Linked DNA regions of Mus musculus: region 1 is linked to region 2. A link is a contact called in public promoter capture Hi-C data. All regions are on one chromosome and are shown on one strand. The core of a region is the stretch at or near the end of the contact, and the rest is flanking DNA. Distances in the headings are between cores, read along the strand shown. Region 1 overlaps Ccdc12 (coiled-coil domain containing 12). Region 2 overlaps Setd2 (SET domain containing 2).

The links. Capture Hi-C pulls out chosen DNA fragments and counts their contacts.
Region 1: a promoter capture Hi-C map of liver shows a contact between it and region 2. The contact joins two enhancer-like sites. A contact is called at or near these places in 1 of 15 datasets of contacts at CTCF or cohesin (pro-B cells), 5 of 484 Hi-C or Micro-C datasets (the HL-1 cell line, bone marrow-derived macrophages, embryonic stem cells and 1 more), 3 of 115 datasets of contacts at active chromatin or transcription factors (embryonic stem cells, microglia and regulatory T cells) and 2 of 9 other capture datasets (adipose tissue and liver).

The regions. Positions count from the first base shown.
Region 1 is chr9:110,697,897-110,704,414 of GRCm38.p6, reverse strand. All of the region lies in intron 2 of Ccdc12 (coiled-coil domain containing 12), which reads right to left. Among named protein-coding and RNA genes, the nearest start is that of Gm35715, 26 kb to the right of the region's middle. Within about 2 kb of position 1,349, at least 14 of the 459 cell types and tissues checked have an H3K27ac peak or open chromatin away from gene starts, as enhancers often do. A contact at or near this core is called in liver, where this site is marked.
Region 2 is chr9:110,577,567-110,584,401 of GRCm38.p6, reverse strand. The region is part of intron 12 of Setd2 (SET domain containing 2); the gene reads right to left. Among named protein-coding and RNA genes, the nearest start is that of Nradd, 43 kb to the left of the region's middle. Within about 2 kb of position 2,006, at least 7 of the 459 cell types and tissues checked have an H3K27ac peak or open chromatin away from gene starts, as enhancers often do. A contact at or near this core is called in liver, where this site is marked.

The DNA of each region.
Region 1 (6,518 bases), core at 100-2,599, 120 kb before region 2:
CTGAGGCAGTGGAGTGAGGTGCAGGCTCAGGTGAAGGCTGAGGTAGGCACACTGAGCTCTAGGCAATCTCAGCGATCCAGTAAGACCCTTTGTTTAAACTAAACCAAACCAAACTCCCCCACCCCTGCAAAGTAAAACAAAACAAAAATAAAATATAAACCAGCGTAGTCCTGCTGACCCGGAACGCTAGGACGTAGGAACAAGAGGCTGCAGGGGGCTCAAGTTAGCCTGGGCTACAAAGTGAGCTCTTATCTGAGACAAACAAGTAAAAATTCAACCCAGTAGATAGTACAAAGGGCAGAAAGAGTGACAGATGGCACCTACTATCCACATGTCCTGGGCCTATGGTGCAGGACACGGAGAACTACTGCTACTACTTGTTTGGTTTGGTTTGGTTTGGTTTAGTTTGGTTTCTCAAGATAGGGTTTTTCTGTATAGTGCTGTCTGTCCTGAAACTCTCTCTGTAGACCAGGCTGGCCTTGAACTCACAGAGATCCACCTGCCTGTGCCTCCCTGCAAGTGCTGGGACTAAGGCCAGCTACTACTGCTTTTCAACAAACTACTTTTTAGGACGTTTGTTAAGAATGTACTCTGTCTTCCCTACGAAAGATGCTAAGAGAGAGGGGAAAGAGACCATACTAACAAGAAAGAGGAAATGGAATAGGTGAGGTGCCAGGTTCTCAGGAGCAGCCCAGCATGCCTCCTGGGCCTTTCCCACAGCCGAGCAGCCTTCTCTCTGCAGTCTGAGTATGGTAGGATTAACAGTGCCAGTCAGACCAGTGAGGCCAGCTATCACCCACCACCCTCTTAGTGGGCCAGGAAATGTTGACGCTACCTGGACTCACACAGCAGCCATTTTTCTGGGCATCGTGGGAGCCAAATGCTGGTTCTGTTGTGCACCTGCACCCCTTAGAATAGGGTAGCTTCTGGGAAAGAGGGGTCTAGAGCCCTGGACTTCTAACAGTATGGCCCAGACCTAACCTAAATCTCAGTTGTGATACTTTTCAGACATGGGCTGGACTATGCTATCATCAATATCCACATGGAAGCCAAGGTCATCCATCTCTCCTGAGGTGTGAAAGGCTGAAGTCATCTGAACTGACTACAGCAGAGTCCTCTAGATGAGACCCTGAGAGCTCCGACTGTCAAGAGAAACAAAGGGACAAAGCCTTGTGCATAGCTGGCAACAAGCCACCCTGCACACATAGGCAGGGCTTGCCAAGGCCCCTCAGTAGCCCTCACTGTGGTTAATGGGCAAACAGAAACTGGTCTTTGTGTTGCCCATAGGGTATCAGGGTCACCAGGACACTTTCCTAATAGCTGAGGCTCAGCCAAAGGGCCTCTTTCCTTTCTACCTGTGTGCCATTCCAGTTTGTCTGGTCTCCACCAGCTTGCTATCAGTTACTAGTGAGCTTTGGAAACTGGGCCAGCCAGAAGCTGGGCTTATCTTACTGGCTGCCACAGTCCTTTCTGCTCCTAACTGGGTTTGAGGCCGACAAGGACTGGAGTTTGCACAGCAAAAGGAGAAGATGGCTTCAGTTCATGGGCCCTTCCCAATCTTTACAATGCCAGGGCAAGGGCTTGCTGGAAGTATGCAGTGACCCCCAAAATCCAAGCTTTCAAGTACCAGAAGGCAAAGGAGTGGGAGAGCCAGGCCAGAGAAGAGCCAGCCTCTGCCTGAAGATGACAGAACAAGCTAGAGCCCTGGTAGAGAGAGCCCGAGGAGGGGCTACAGTTGTGCGTTTGTGCACACCTGCCTGCACTCACATTCACATCTGGACTAGACAAGAGCTTTGCCTCTCCTGTGTGTTTGAGGCTTTGGTCCTTGGCATGCCGTGCCCATGTCACTCAGGGCTTCCTCAACTCCTTACACTGTACCAGAAGAATGTCCCATGGTCAAAGGAACAGTGAAGACACTCTTTATGACCTTTTTAGAAGGAATGCCAAGACACAGCACAGGGAGAGCAAAGTGAGGGATGGTGTGCCGGTCAACAGTGATAGAAATAACCCTGCAGGAAGGCTGGAAAGCGCTAGGACGTCAGGCCTCGGGCTAGACTCACAGCTTAAAAGCCAGGAGCTGGGGAAGGTATTTCCCGGCATCCCTTTAATATCTTTCAAATGCTGAAACACACAAATCTCTCGCATCAGTCAATGTATAAACTCACTGCAGTTATGAGGTAAGTCATTACACAACCTCCGAAAATAACATCTGCAGAGAAGGCTTGATGAGGGGTGGGAAATGCACGGGAACACAATGCTGATAGTGCTTACATCAGGTAGGATTGTTTAAAAAAAAAAACCTTCCTTGGTTTTCTGTAATTTCCAAAATGTCTAATCAATATCTGGTTACTATCTACAACCAGTAATGGACCAGAGGAAATGGGGGGGGGGGGGAGGCAGTGGCGGTTGAGGCAGTGGGATGGCTGTGGCAGGGAAGGGAAAAGGCAGCAGGTGAGCCCCTGGAGTGGAAGAGATCAGAGAACAGGCCCCAAGTGTACGGAAAGGGACCAGTGAGCCCAAGACCTCTAGGTCACTGAGCTTCGGCCACAAGCACCGGGCTTCCCATAAGGCCCCTCAGCTTTGGCAGCCAGCGTCTGAGTTAAGCCTTGGTATTTCTCTGCAGGCAGAGACAAAGGCCACCTCCAGTGTCTCCACTCTTGCTGGTCCAGGGCCTCTAGTTCTTTCCCTAAGTCTAAACTTCTTCACAAGGTTCAGGCCTCACAGCCTGCTCACTTCACAACACTCCCTAGATCCCTGCAGATCCCTCCCCTGACGTTTCCACCCCACAGGGCGACCCTGACCACCTCCTTTGAGTTTCTCTTGGCCTCTCAGAGGTAACCACACACTGTGCACGTGGCTCTGGGCTCTGTGCTATAGGCTCAGAACTCAGCCCATGCCGCCTCCAGTTGAGAAAAGAAATTCATGGGGTGCTTGGGGAAGAACATTACGGTAGCCCGTGGGTGTCTAAGGCTCTTCATGACAAGAAGACAGTGGGAAGGAAGCTAGGAAGCTACTGTGTCCCCAGGAACAGACGGTAGGAATGTGGCTGGGTCACAACAGCTACTTCTAAGTGCCATCTGAGTCTTTATGGCCAAGGCACAGGGCAATGTCCAGGCTAACATCCTGTTGAGTCTGTTTCTAGAAGGGTGCATTTGTATCTATTTCCCTTATCTCCTCCCCCCTCTATCTAGACCTGAATGGTGCTGCAGCAGGCTTGGTGACCACAGCAAGATCTACCTCCAGGCCAGCTGCAGGGGCTCTAGGTGTGGGCTGGCCTGGAGATTCAGGGGATATCACACACTTACATCTTCCTATGTGCCACACAGGTGACTGGAGAAAGTCAATGTTCTCTGTGGCCATAAACTCCAAAGTGAAAGGAATCTGAGATCACCTATCTGGTTCCATCTTACGATTGGCAAACAAGCACCAGGACTCACTCACGAAGGCATCGCTGTCTTTGTCGACTTCACAGTTCACGCTTTCTGCCTACCCTTGGTCACTGGCCCATCTTCTCTCCCTACAGATCCTGAGGATTCTTCTGGCTCATTCCACTGCCATGAACCCTTGTAGAGATAGCAAGACAGGGTGGCCAATCCTCGTGGCAAGCTTACAAGGTCACAGTTTGCCTCAGTTGGTCACCTTGGTCCCCCTCATCATCCAGTTCCACTCACAGGCCGGATGAGTCTGCAGGATCCCAGAGGTCAGCAATGCCCAGAGAGACAGCAACTGCGACCACAGAAGCCTTTCGTTAAAAAAAAAAAAAAAAAGTCTTTTAGTTGTGTGCACGTGTGATGTATGCCATCTCTGTGAGAGTGTCTTCAGGAGCCAGGAGAGGGTGCTGGGTAACACAGTCACTGGTGGCTGTAAGTCACCTGACCTTAGTGCTGGGAACAGAACTCAGGTCCTCTGGAAGAGCAAGCAGGAGTGCTCTTACCAGCTGAACCATCTCTCCAGCCCCAAGGCTCTCAGTTTTAACGTCCAAAGTACAGAGACACCAGAGCTCTAAGGCCTACCTCACACACATCTCTACATAAATAAATAACCACAAAAATGAAGGGAGAGGCAGAGATCTTAGTGCTCTAGAGGGTGACCATGGCTTCTCTCAAGACCCGCGAAAGTGGTCAAACCCTTGGCCCAGCAGCCCCACGCTGGGGAGATCACTGTGGGCAACAGCACCATACAGTGGTAAGTGGGACGAAGAGCGAGCTGGGAGGCAGACTTCCACCCCAGACCCAGACCTGGGCTGAAAGTGCCATCCCAGGGGAGGGGACCAGCTCAGAATGGAGCAATCACAGTGCCTGGCTCCAAAAAAATCAGAGTAGGTAATGTTCAAGGTGGGTCCAGAACATGGACACTGCAAACAGCAGAAGGAAGGGATGCTTCTGTCACTGGTGCTAAACGCTTTCCTTCACCATCAAGTGGCTGCTTGACAGACAAGCAAACTTTGTAACAGCTCAGTGGTGGTGTCACTCCAAGGCAGAGGAGTGTCTTACAGCTGTCTCCCAGATTTCAGGGAAGTGGGTATTCTCAAACTGCAGGCCTCGAAATCTCCCAATCTTCAGCCTTAGCCTCCCGAGTGCTAGGTTTATAGGTGTGTACTGCCACACCCAAGGACAGCTTATCAACAGCTAGCAGCCATTCCAGGCTAGTCACTGGTTCCATCAGCCTCTGCCCAGTGAGTACTGCCATCCCACCTGCTATACAGACTCCACCCTCATTCCCTCACAGACTAGCTGAGTTCTCTACCCATTCCACCTGAAAATCCAGTTAACAGGTGTTTAAAGAATTCCAAAGAGGGCAGGAGAGATGGATCAGGGCTAAGAGCACGGGCTGCTCTCTTGCACAGGACCCTAGTCTGATTCCCAACACTGCATAGTGGCTCACACGTGTTATCAAAATCTGGTGCCCTCTTCTGGCCTTGAATACTGCACTAGTGCACATAGACATACATGCATGTAGTTACATATACATACCTGCAGGCAAAAAGCTCATACACATAAAATAAAAATAAATCTTAATAAAGAAAAAAGTATTAAAAACGGGGCTGGAGGGCTGGTGAGATGGCTCAGTGGGTAAGAGCACCGACTGCTCTTCCGAAGGTCCAGAGTTCAAATCCCAGCAACCACATGGTGGCTCACAACCACCCGCAACAAGATCTGACTCCCTCTTCTGGAGTGTCTGAAGACAGCTACAGTGTACTTACATATATTAATAATAAAATAAATCTTTAAAAAAAAAAAAAAAAAAAAAAAAAAAAAAAAAAAAAAAAAAAAAAACGGGGCTGGAGGTGCAGTTCAGTGGAGATTGCTTACCTAGTAGGGCAGCGTGGGGCTCCATCCCCAGACACACACACACACACACACACACACACACACACACACACACACTCACACCCCCCCCCCCCAATAGAAGATATGTCAAATTCAAGGGCTAACAAATAAATCCGTACTTAGGAGTATTATGGAGTCATAGGGAACTGTTTCTATCTATCCATAGTCATGGTATGCTACATAAAAACATTTAGCAAACAACAGGCTCTGCACGAGTGTGTTTATCAGCCCTGTGCTGGGAAAAGCCTATGGCTGGCTGTGGAAGGCTTGCTGGACCAAATCCTCAGCCCTTTTTAATCCACAGGCTTGCTAAACTGCCCATTAATCTGAACTTTCTAAACTTCCTACAACTGAAAAAAAAAAAAAGCTGTATATATACTTAAGCAGCAATTTAAACTTAAATCCAGATGTGGTGGCGCACAACTAATAATCTCACACAAGAGGGCTCTTAGAGTCTGATGTCACTGAGATTACACAGCAAGGACCAGCCAGGGCTACACAGTGAGACTCTATCTCAAAAAAACCAAGCCGGGCAGTGGTGGCACACGCCTTTAATCCCAGCACTTGGGAGGCAGAGGCAGGTGGATTTCTGAGTTCGAGGCCAGCCTGGTCTACAGAGTGAGTTCCAGGACAGCCAGGGCTATACAGAGAAACTCTGTCTCAAAAAATAAAAACAAAACAAAAAAACTAAAAGCGTGTGCTCTCGTGTGTGTGTGTGTGTGTGTGAAGTGTGTACACTTACTTAAATTTAAGAGAAATAAGGTTTACATCAGCTCCCAGGGGGCTGACAGAGGAGAACCTGCACAAAGGCTACTGAAGCCCAGATGCTGGAATCTACGGTGGATGTGCTGTCCTGCTGTCCTCTGCTAACAGCCATCACTGTCTTAACCAGAGCAGCTGTGATGACCCTTCCGACAGTGCCTGCTGATGGTCCTCATAAAATTAGTGCCAGGGAGGTCATCGTTCTGTCACCTGAGATTCCAGACACTACTTCCTGAACCCCTGCTCATGCTGGGGTGGGCCTAGTCAGTGATGTGACTGTTTTGGGGTTGCCTGGGCTCCTGTAAGTAATCTCTCCTACATTCTTATATAAGTCAGTCCAACACACTGGCTGGTTCCCAGGCTGGACCTGTTCTTTGCTGTCATTGGTGCCCTATCTGGTTTGCTCAGGTCTTCCCTGAAAAAGTT
Region 2 (6,835 bases), core at 757-3,256:
CTGATGCGTTCTTCTGGGGTGTCTGAAGACAGCTACAGTGTACTTACATGTAATAAATAAATAAATCTTAAAAAAAAAGTGAGAGGATGAAACATGAGCTGTGCACACACAGACACACTCTTAAACCCTGTCTCCAAACAAACAAAAATAAACAAAACCAAAACAGGAAAAAAAAAAAGAATGAAAGAAAAAGGATTGAGCAATGTGGGTATTTATCAAGCAACGACCTAGCAATGTATAAGTATGCACTATTAACTCAAAAAGTGGGACCAACACATATGGATGTAACAGGGGACTAATTAAACTATGTATACTTAGACCATGCATGTGTAAAAAATATTCTTTATAACTAGTACAAAATACAGATGTAAAAAGCAGGTTGGGTATGATGGCAAACAAGACAGAGGCAGGCAGATCTGAGTTCCAAACCAGCTAGGTCTAAAGAGTTCCAGGCCTAGCTAGACTACATACTGACTGAAAAAATAAGTAAATAAATAAAAAGCTGGCCATATAACATGCATAATATGTATGATTTCCTTCTGGAAGGATGTATAAAAAAAAATCATAGTTAACTGCCTGAGAACAACAGGAGACAGGAGTAGGAAGAAAATCATTCCATTAAATGCATTTTGGACTACATACAAGAATGTCCTTTATAGGCTGGCCAGATGGCTCAGCGAGCAGAGTTGACCTGAGTGAGCAGGGCCAACCAAATCAAGCAGAGGTCCTAAAGATTCAATTCCCAACAACCACATGAAGGCTCACAACCATCTGTACAGCTACAGTGTACTCACATACATAAAATAAATAAATCTTTAAAAAAAAAAGACCTTTATAAATTAAAAGGAAAAGATCACACATCTCTGAAGCAGCTCTAGGTATAGTACCAAAGGATTATTAGTGCTGCACACCAAACATCGTATTGGTGAAGAATTGGTTACCTAAGAGGCAACTGCTAAGATGCCGCTGTTTAGCAAAGCCCTCTTACTTCTCTGTACTTTGATTGTAGCTTGTTTTTCTTATCCTTTGCTCCTCGGGCTCTGCTCATCTACCTTAGCAATGCTCACTTGTATTCTCTCTCTATACGCTGGGCTTGGGTTAACCCATGAAGTATTACTACTTTAATAGCTGGGAACTGGAGACATGGCTCAGAGTTAAGAGCCATGTCTGCTCTTCCAGAGGATTGGGTTTAGTTCCTGGAATCCATATGGTTGCTACATTACAACCAGCTGTAATAGGGTCTGATGCCCTCTTCTGGTGTGTCTGAAGACAGCTACAGTGTATTCATACACATAAAATAAATACTTTTTTGAAAAAGAAAAGAAACTTAACAGCTAGCATAGTTCCTGCTGCCAAAGATCCAAAGGCCAGTGCTAAATACTCGAGCAGGAAAGAAACAAATGCTTGTGGAAATAGGACAGCAATCAATGAGTTAAGCGTCAGGGTTAAAGGTTTTTCCATTTTAGATTTGTTTTAAAATATGATTAAATTAAATCCAGATCTAAGATTTTTTTCTCACACCTTTCAAATGTAATTATATCCACTATAATGTTTTAAACATGAAAGTCATCATAGTCCTCCTGAAGTTAAGAATGGGCCTTACTAGCCGGGCGTGGTGGTGCACGCCTTTAATCCCAGCACTCGGGAGGCAGAGGCAGGTGGATTTCTGAGTTCGAGGCCAGCCTGGTCTACAAAGTGAGTTCCAGGACAGCCAGGGCTACACAGAGAAACCCTGTCTCGAAAACCAAAGGGGGAAAAAAAAAGAAAGCAAAAGAATGGGCCTCACTAATGAATGTGTGAGCCACCCAGAAAATACCTTCTGAAGCACAATTCATTCCTCTCCCATCTGATTCCTATACACATTTCTATTAGAGAAGTTGCTTTAGCTACACAACAGAAAAGCTTAGACATCCATGTAATTTCAGAAGTTATGAACGTCCTTTAATGTTTAATCACAGGCTGAAAACTACCACAATATAAAGGTGAGAGGTTATTTTGAGCAACACTAAAGTAATAGTTGCTACAACTACAGAAAGCATTTCACTCGCTAGCTTCTCAATTACACAATTCCATGGGCTGCTTGGCAAGAAAAAAGAAGTCACAATAATTTGGGCAAAATAAAGTCCAGATGAATATAGGCTTATTTAAATCAGAAAATCAGAGTCAGCTTCCTCAACCAAAAGCTAAATCATAATTTTATGGTGTTTTCTGACAGGTTGAAAAGATCACATGATACCTATGTATATATTTTCTGATTACCCATCAAACACAAAACTCACACTAGAAATTTATGCTCTCAGAGACACAAGTATTTACAAACAACCAGAATACAATATGCAACAGGGTCTTAAAAGCACAACACAGGAGTATCCAGAGGCGGAAACAAAAGCTATCACTACCTTTGCTCCAAGTACTACTGTGAAATGCCATTTGCTGAGAATATATAAAGAGAGCAGAAAAAGATACGGTCTTGAAAAACAATCATTTCCCATAGGAAAGGCAAATCCTTAAGAGAAATCTAAAAGAAAAGCAAGTTTTAAGAAAAAGAAAATACAAAAATACTAGAAGCTGACTGTGACTGCTGGACTAGAATGATCTGACATGGAACTGTAGGAAGGTGGGGGTCAGAACCTGTTGTGCATACAAGGAACATTAAGAAAAATGTAACCTTAACAGTGTAAAAGTAGAACCATTAAAAAAAAAAAATTTAAAGGACACTGACACAAAGTTGTCCTTCCAGAAGATGATTCTAGATACTGAGTATATCATCGACTATTTGTGGAATACAATTAAGAGGTAATTTACTCCAATCATTACTACAGAGATACTATAACTTAACCTTTACTACAACTATCTAGAAACTATCCCGTAGCTGGGCAGTGGTGGCACATGTATCTAATCCTAGCACTCAGGAGGTAGAGAGGCAGGCCAGTCTTGAGGCCAGTCCAATCTAGAGAGTTCCATAACATCGAAGGCTACACAGAAAAACCCTGTCTCAGAAAAAACAAAGGACAAATGGACAGATAGACAGAAGGGAGGAACAAATGAACAAACACACAAACCACCTGAGTCACATGCCACAGGCCATGACTATAATCCCAGCACCCAGGAAATAGGCACAGAATCATCACACCAAGGGTAATGTCAGGCAGGTATACAAAGCAAGTTCCAGGTTATCTCATATCAAGATATCATTTCAAAAATAAAAAACGTGCTGGGTGTGGTGGCACACGCCTTTAATCCCAGGACTTGGGTGGCAGAGGCAGTCGAATTTCTGAGTTCAAGGCCAGCCTGATCTACAGAGTCAGTTCCAGGACAGCCAGGGCTACACAAAGAAACCCTGTCTCGAAAAACCAAAAAAAAAAAACACCTAAATAAATAAATAAACCAAATAAATAAAAAACGTTAAGTGGCTGATGCCCTTAAGGATAACCATGTTTAGAATAGAGAATTAACATCTATGCAAGTAATTTTTATAATCTGTTAATACCACATTGCATTTTATAAAGGACTAAAACCATAAATCGAATCTGTAAAGGCTAAAAAGATATTCCAAACAAGGAGAACAGTATGCCTGAAGATATGCAAAGGTAAACATATATGAACAGATAACATGGCTCACATGGAAGAAAAACTGTTGGGCAAGATTAGACAGACACGGGCTGGAGAGATGTCTCAGAGGTTAAGAGCACTGTCTACTCTGTCAGAGGTCCTGAGTTCAATTCCCAGCAACCACATGGTGGCTCACAACCATCTGTGGCCTGTAGGCATACATAAAAGCAGATGACTGTATACACACTAAATAAATCTTGAAAATAAAAAATTAGACAGACATAATGTTCACGTCCATTGGCTTTGTTCTTTTAAGTACTTGATGTACATTCTGTAAATTAAGGGGTTTATGCAATGCTACTACAGTGTTCTCTTAGTCTCATTATAACAAAAGAAACCTATGTATTGTGTGACTGTATTAATGTATGGATGTGCCTGCCACCAACACACATGGAGGGCCCAGGCGGAGGTTCTCTCCTTCCATTATGTGGATTCCAAGTATCACACTCAAGGAGGTCCTCAGGCTTAGTGGCAAATAAAGTTTCCCACCACAAAGAATAAGTACTCTGTGTGTGTGTGTGTGTGTGTGTGTGTGTGTGTGTGTGTGTGTGTGTGTATATAATTAGGAGCTAGGAAGGCCAGGTACAAACTGAACCTGGAACAACATGCTATGTCAGAAATTTTAAAACAAAAACAAATCAAAATGAGACAGAAGCCAACAAGTTTTCACTGGCCAAACATGAGGTAACATAAGCATCAAACGTTGAAATTAATACAGCACAATCCACTCAAGAGAATGAGAGTCCATGAGTCTAAAAGCAGTTAGGCAAGCAGTGACTCGGACACATTCCACGAAAAAACAACTTTACAGAGTTCTGAAATTGCTCCCCATTGTAGTATTTTTCCCCCTAAAGGAAGGAAGATAGTGTGTCAATGTATAGTCACACTTGCCTTGAATTGGAATTGTCCATGTGGCCCAGGTGGCCTAGAACTTATTATGATCCTTCTGGTGATGACATTACAGCATGAGCCACCATTCCCAAGTAAATAGTAACTTTGGAGAAGCCTGGCAGACACTTCAGCAATACCACTGAGTGCTTTGAAGAACACGGCAATATTCCTTTTAGGAACATGAATGTAACTTAACATGATTAATTTAGCAAAATTTACATTGTAGAGTCTGAATACAGGGCATGAAGGGATTTTTAGCTAATTTTCTATGTATTTATCACTATAACATGTGTATCATGTAGAACACATACAGGACATTCTTGGATGTTTCTAACTCTGAAATTTTATTTGGAATTTAAAATTCACTAGCTAGAAAAATTTATGTGGTTTGATCTATACTAGAAAATTCTCAAGTTACTGACAGGTTTATCATGGTCCTTAGAAATCTTTTCCCATTAGGAAATTCTTTCTATAATATTTATTACTCTTCTGCCTCTCATATAGTCTTACATTTGAACTATCTTTTCCTAAATAAAGTCAAGACATAACTACAAAAATTACCTTCACAGGCAATAGAAACATGGATAACTGACTTTGAGAAAACAAAATTAATGGCTCACTCACCCAAATGTATAAAGTAAAAATTACTTCACTTAGCAAATTCTATGCTTTATCATTAAAATAGATTTTGGTAAACTTTTTCTGGAAAGGACAGAACAAACATTACAATCTTTATCACTTCTCTGTGGAATTACTAAAGTAGAGTAATCACTAGAGTAGCCACAGCCAATATATAATATACAATCATGGAACACAGCCACTTTGGAAACAAAACCAGCAGCGCTCCAGATCTCTAACAGCTACTTTGCCTTCTGAGACATCATGATCCTTTCCCCTCAATCTTGGGGGTTACAGGGCACCACCAAACAAAATGGACCACTAAATAAAAAGTGACCTTGGCTAGTGATGGTGATGCCTTTGGCAGAAGCAGTGGCTAGCAAGTTCCAGGCCAGTAGGAACTACACGGTGAGATCCTAGCTTAAGGGGGAGGGCAGAGAAAGGGTGCACACCTCCTGCTAAGAGTGATGGCGCATACCTATAATGCACGCCTTTAATCCTCACATCTGGATTATTATAGCTAGATCCTGTTTCTTACAAAAACAAAACAAAACAAAACCAGTAAGAACTTTTAGAACATTTTTGTCTTTAAAAAAAGAGAAAGAGAGAGAGACACTTAAATATGGTGGTGGTGCAGCACTATATGTATGGGAGGCAGAAGTAGGTGGCTCTCTGAGCTCAAGGCCAACCTGGCTCTACACAGTGAGTTTCAGGAGCCAGGGCTACACACAGAAAACTTGTGTCTCAAAAAATAAAATAAAAAGAAAAAAAGAAAAAAGAAAAATAAAATAAAAAGAAGAAAAACCTGCAAACAAACAAAACCATAAAAACTGAGACACTTAAAAATATTCTCAATGCAGCATTTCCTGGAGGCAAATCTATATAGGCTTATAAATCTCTTTTACTCTACAGACTTATCAATTTATCATAGAAGCTCAGGACATGCAACTTCATGTACAAATCTTTCTTTTTATTTTTCTTTTTTTGTTTTTTGAGACAGGGCTTCTCTGTATAGCCCTGGCTAACAAATCTTTTTTACAGACAATATTAGTGGTGGAGTTAAATTCCAAGTATCAACTCTAAACCATTAGTTTAGGTAATCATATTTCAAGCCTTATGCAAAGTTTAATGTTGAATTTTCTAACCAAATGTAGTTCGGTTTGGTTTTGAGACAGGGTCTCTCTACCTAGCCCTGGATTTCCAGGAACTCACTATGTAGACCAGGCTGGCCTTAAACTCACAGACTCTCCTGCCTCTGTCTTCTGAGTGCTGAGGCTAAAGTTGTGCACCACCAGGCCTGGCTAAAACAGTGTATTGTAAAAGCAGTGCCTAAAAAAAAAAGATGAAATAAGAGAAAAGGAGCAGTCATTAAGAAATACTAACTGCTCATAGGAAGCTATCTCTAATCCAGGTAGAAATAAGCTACCCCCAGTGATGAGAAGGAGAGATGCACATCCTATTTCTAAGTGTTTGCAAAGAAGACCTTAAATTACTATTATGACCTCTTCACGTTACAACAATTCAAACTGGCAAATTCATGAGGCCCTTACCTCCTTTTCATATGATCCAATTGAATGAAGATTTTTTTCCAGTCAAATTACAACTAATTATTTGTAATCACTGTTTTGCCTTGTGAAATCTAAGCTACATTTTCAGTAGGACACATGATGTACAGCAGTTCTTCCACTCAGAAAGAGATGCACACGTCCCTGCT